Regions from separate parts of the Xenopus laevis genome. Here region 2 is linked to region 1. The links are chromatin contacts, called in public Hi-C maps. All regions are on one chromosome and are shown on one strand. The core of a region is the stretch at or near the end of the contact, and the rest is flanking DNA. Distances in the headings are between cores, read along the strand shown. Region 1 overlaps adamts10.L (A disintegrin and metalloproteinase with thrombospondin motifs 10). Region 2 holds the start of adamts10.L (A disintegrin and metalloproteinase with thrombospondin motifs 10).

What was found. A called contact is a pair of places that touch in the nucleus more often than the background predicts.
Region 2: a Hi-C map of the XTC cell line shows a contact between it and region 1, with 4 times the contacts expected there. The contact joins the promoter of adamts10.L here to the enhancer-like site in region 1. A contact is called at or near these places in 2 of 4 Hi-C or Micro-C datasets (the XL177 cell line and the XTC cell line).

Annotation. Positions count from the first base shown.
Region 1 is chr1L:111,308,934-111,311,770 of Xenopus_laevis_v10.1, forward strand. adamts10.L (A disintegrin and metalloproteinase with thrombospondin motifs 10) reads right to left here. Exons shown (of 25, transcript XM_041562058.1): 23 at 1,851-2,027; 24 at 1,624-1,780; 25 at 1-1,334. The coding sequence ends at 1,225. Among protein-coding and RNA genes, the nearest start is that of myo1f.L, 7.2 kb to the left of the region's middle. Within about 2 kb of position 1,423, at least 1 of the 7 cell types and tissues checked has an H3K27ac peak or open chromatin away from gene starts, as enhancers often do.
Region 2 is chr1L:111,358,588-111,361,450 of Xenopus_laevis_v10.1, forward strand. It overlaps adamts10.L (A disintegrin and metalloproteinase with thrombospondin motifs 10), which reads right to left and starts at 1,589. Exons shown (of 25, transcript XM_041562058.1): 1 at 1,209-1,589.

The DNA.
Region 1 (2,837 bases), core at 173-2,672:
ACATATTACCTATAGATAACATTGCCCAAAGCCTTACAGGTATGGGACCTGCTATCTGGAAGGCACTGGTTTATATAGTAATTGCAGTAAAATGGGCTAAAATAAAGAACTGATTATTTAAGTAATATAAAGATATTGCCAGTTTTTAGAACATTCTGGTTAACAGTTTTCTCCAGATAACAGATCCCATATGTATATTTTGATCAACTCATACCCAATTTAAAGCTGCTCTGTTTGTAAATAATGGAAAAAGTATTGGAAGGGCAATTCATTTATACAGATTATAAAATATATTTCTTTCTTTAATAAAGATATTAGTAACTAGGGAATCACCCCCTTGTCTTCCAGCAGTGCTTTGAATATCCACAGGCCACAAGGGGAAATGGCTTAAAAGAACCCTCAATGCATCTGTATATGGCTTAAATAGCACCTAAGCAATAAAAAGGAAAAACTCTTACAGATCTTATTAGAATTTAGAATGACTCAAAGATTTTGGGGTTGAGGAAATTGGAAAATTCGGAATGAAAGACTTTGGGAGAATTGTAGTGTAGGAAAATGAGGAGTAAACAAAAGTTGAATGTATGAAACGTTTTTCATATTGAGAAGTGTTTTATAATGTTTCCCTGAAAGCACTCCACACTTGCATCCTCTTTACTACACTAGTTTCACATCCCCTGCTGATTCACTGGTTCTTGAGTGCATATGGCCATACTAAGCTGATGAGGGATTTACAAACTGAAGCAGTGAAACTGAGTAAATAAAATACAGTGGGTAAAAAAAAAAAGTTAAATAAGAAGATACTGAAATCTTTTGTCAGATTTTCATGTAGGTATGAAATACTGCTTTTTAGTTTCCCTTTCTGAAGTACAAAATGTCAGTACATACAGTACGTTAATTTGCATTGGCACAGAAACATTACAGCCTGCAGCTATAATGTTTGCAAAATGGCAAGACTGGATTTGTTCAATTAGTACTGACATCTCAGTGCTTTCGCTTCGTGTGCCAAACATATCTACAGACCACCAGGCTGCACCCACTTATAGGTTTTAAGCAGATGACACATTGAATAGATACCGAATAAGGAAGCCTTGGCATGTGTGATGAGATGAAGACTAGAGTCTGTAGATGTGAAAGAAAACATGGTATAAAACAGAGAGCTGACATTATATGCCAACTTCAAGATAGAGAAAATATATCCAGAGAGATGGCTGTTGTGAGAGAAGATCAATGGCCTTGGCAGGTTCTGCAACACATCTGTCTGAAGTAAGGTCGGCTGCAGAATTTAAACTTCAGCACCAGAGGGCAGTACGCCACCTTGTTCACATCCTTACATTCTGCAGAGAGAGAGTCAGATAAAAGTAGGTGGAATTTAGAGAAAGGGTCCTGTCTGAGTCTGGAAGAGAGAGGAGGTTCCTAAAGTGTGTGTGTTATAGGCTGGGGAAAAAAGCGTTGTGCTCTCTAGGGGAGGGAGAAATGACAGAGGCACAAAAAGGGTAAGATGTAAAAAAGGAGATTTAGAAGCAAGCAGCAGATGGTAGCAGGACTGTGTAAAATAAAGATACGATAGACAGATAGAACATTTGCTATGTGACTTCTGCTTTGAGTAAATGATAAAAGTCTTACCATCTGGACTGTCAGAGGGGTCGGCCAGGCATTTGTTTTCACACTGCTGCATTGCAGATGGACGGAGAGACTCTGTGCATTCTATCGAAGGCTGTCTTATGTGACTCAGGCATTGCACAGATCGTCTCTGTTGCCCAAGGCCACAATTAGCTGAACACTGAAAGGAAGCCATGTTATAAAATCATCTTTAATAAAAATTAATTAATTGCGTACAATATGATACTCACCTCTCCCCATTCACCTGTGATCCAGCGGGATGGTGGGCATCTCTGTAAGGTGCAGCGCATACTTGTTGCAGGTTTATCCATAGCTTGGCAGTGGGAATGGGGTAAGGTGGTATCTTGGTCACCAATCCTACACAGAACAACTCGGTGTCTGTACCCAGGCCCACAGCTTGGGGTGCACTTCAGGGAGAGTTAGGAAAACAGATTATCTCAAAGACAACAATGATGAATTAGATGGCACTACAGTCTATGTAATATAATGATTATCTAACTGGCTTTCAAATGCAATTTATATAATTATATAAATATAATATCTGCCACTAAAGACTTTCCATTGTGCATCTGCCACTGTAGTGCCACATCACCAGCTACTTTTGCATATTCGGTATAGAGCTCATTAAAGTACTTTAGCTTTAGCTGGGGCCACAAAGGCATGTTTATTATAAAGTTATGGCTATGTGCCAGAACTTAGCTGATTGTTATCTGTTCTGAAACACATTAAACTGTAAATGTTTATATATGACATTGTAAAAACAAGTTTGTATGCACAATAGTGATGTTGTTACAGTTATGCCCTGTTACATTATCAAAAAGTGCAATTTTCATGACTGTATGGCATGTCTCAATCTGTATTGTATGTTTCTTTTTGGAGCTAATAAAAAAAAGTGCATTTTGTAAATGCAGCTTCACGTAAAGCCTGGGTGCAATTCTGGTCAGGCTTTTATCAGACACTTTGCACCTTAAAATTCTAGTAGCTTCTGCTTCTTCATCACACATGCTATCTTAAAGGAGTAGAGAAAAGTAGACTAGAAATGTTATACATTATGGTTTGGGCTTTTGTACCAGCCCAAGGCAACCACAGCCATTTAGCAGTAAAGATATGTGTCTCCAAAGATGCCCCAGTAGTTCTCCATCTTCTTTTCTGCTGATTTACTGCTCTGTGCTGCTGTCACTTACAGAGCTTACGGCCAACTCAAAATATGCAGTACC
Region 2 (2,863 bases), core at 339-2,838, 50 kb after region 1:
ACGAATCCTTGATTCATACGATCAGATCTTTGCGTCTATGGCCAGCTTTAGAGAAACAAAGTTCCCATTGGTGGTATACATTATTGTCAGTGGGACACCATTTTCAGGAGATTTGTCGCCTGTGATAGTGCTGTTTTACCGAGGATCAACAAAATCTCCCCATGTGCTATTGCCCTGAATGTTAATATTTGTAGCAGATCAATCAAAGCTAACTGCTGATTGCATGTTACTGTTGTTGAAATGCTAATTTAAATATATTTTTCTCATTATTGTATTATGATTGTATCTAATGCATATGTGGGGGCTTACATGCTTGGCAAATTCTAGATCTCAAGATTTTACAATCCCCAGTCTGTGCTGATCAGTCCCTGCTCTCTTCTGCATGGAGGAGACAGAACTGTAAAGTCTGCTACTACCCTGCATAATTATTATCCCAAAGAGCCACACAGCCCTTCAGTTACCACTTTCCTGTCTATATCCGGCAAGGTCCTTTCAGGTCTAATTAAGAACAGAGGTCAAACTTCAAAGAAACAGCAGGATCTGTAAAATTAGACTTGAGAAGTGAGAGATGCAAGCTGGGGGATGGGAGGTGTTATATTTAACAAATGTTTTGCAGCAAAAGGTACAGCTATATAGTGTTAGCAGATGACTTTCTGAATATGTTCATTGCGCCAAAAGCATTATAAAGGATTAAAAGAGCTGAAAGATGTTTCTAATAGCATGTTATACAAGTATACATATTAATGACTGGACAATGATACATTCATAAATTAAATGTAATTGTAAACTCTGCTGGGGCAGGGACTGATGTGAATGATTTATAATCTCCGTAAAGTGCTATGGACTATGCCAGCTCTATATAAATAGTGAATAGTAATACGATGTATAAGCTTTAATGAAGAAACAGAGAGTGAAAATGTATTGTAACAAGTATTTGGAATGATTGGGAGTGAGGAATAGCAGAAGGAAATATAAAGCATTGGGGAGGTTTTCTAGGGAGAGATTGCAGACAGATTTATAAGAAGAGCCTGCACTTAAATTAATAGGAAAAGAGCATTTGCATGAGTTCATAGAAAGATGAACTGGGCAACAGGGAAGCAGAATTCATATTAATAAAATAAAAGTGATTCAGAACAAAACATTCAAAATTGGGCACAGTTCTCACATGTTCTTTAAAATAAATAGTGCTTATTTGGCTTCTGACGTACCTGCTCTTTTGCTAGTCCTCTGGCATTTCAATGCACCTGACACCTGGGAAGGGTGTTTTTTTGTGGATGAATTAAAAAGATGTCTTTCCGTTGGTAGCCTGCTGATCCTGAAGTTTTAGAGGATCTGTTCTCTGGAAGGATTATTTAGAAAAAGGGAATCTGTATGGGTTCATATTCTTTTTTTGGCTGCTTCTTGGTAAAAGTAAAAAAAAAAAAAAAAAGTTGACCTCACATAATTAAAGGGGGCTGTTTATAAAGGGGCACTCCCCTACAGTAGCCTGTATGCTCTTGTTTTATTTTTTTTTACGTGTCATTTAAAAAAAAAAGAAACAGAGGAGGAGGGAGATAGTAACCTATATGTTTCCAGATGGGCCTGCAACAAATTGCTTTACATTGCATTCATCTTGCCTCTGGCAGCAAAGGGGTTAAGTTGCCACAGGGGCAGTGGGCATGACTGATGCTAACAAGGTAGGTGTGGCTTAAGGTGGCTACACCCCCAGTGGTACCTCTGTTAAAGCAGCAGCTGTCCTGGCATACAGTTTAACCCTTTCTATAGAGCAATGCAATATGTAACTTTGCCATTACAGGGTTAAGAGGGAATTGCTAGGAACAGAGCCAAATATTTGGAAATCATAATGTATATGCGCCAACATTAAATAACTTGTTGGGGGGGGGGAAGCATGTTTAAGAACAGTGACAAAGCACACTTTAACAAGATCCTGTTCAATAGCACCTAGACTAGTAAAATGGGGCAAGTAAAAGTATTCATTTTGTTGCTGAACTTCCCACGGGCTTTTACATATGCTATTTCTTTTTATCAGAAGTGCACTGTTAATTTAGGCACTGTGTGTGAAAGTGGCAACTACTAAGTCACTGCCTAGGCTCAATTTTTTTAGCACCAAACTATGCGTGACAGTTTCACTGAGGCTTACAGAAACCCTTGTGTTACAGCTCACAGGATTTTCTAATGGCTGACTTTGCCTTTTGCTTTACAGCTGTAATATGGTTACCAGGTGACGTTGCACACTTGTGCATTTGTAAGTGCTTCACTGTCCTCAAGTGGTGGAAACTGTGAACAACCCCATTCTAATTTACATTACCCTTTTAGATATCAACCAGTGAGCTAAAATGATGACCTAATTAATATATTTATAAGCACCAATAAGGTTCTCAAAGCTGAAGATATCGTTCATGCATTTGTATTCAAAATAAGGGTATATAAACTATAAAGGCAGTGCTGCACAGTGCATTCTGTCTGATGAAACCGGCTGATCCATCCAGCATCTGTTCTGTATATGAAGTGACAGGAATGAATGGGATTTGCGAATTTTGGGCTGAAAAACCATACATATGCAGATTATGCTTAAATTATGCCCTATTCCTATTTCTCTGCATAGAGGGCAAATGCAGTATCTATTGTTCTTTTCTCCACTGTAATGCGGTTATTGTTATGAAAACACACTGGGGGGTTATTCATGAACACTGGGCAACTGGGCAGTAACCCATGGCAACCAATCAGATGCATGTTTTCATTGTTCTACCTGCAGTTGGCTAAGAAAGTTAATCACTGGTTGCTTGGGATACTACCCAGGTGCAGATTTGAATAGTGTTTATATATGAGCCCTACTGTGTGACATTACCCTAATAAGAGAGGA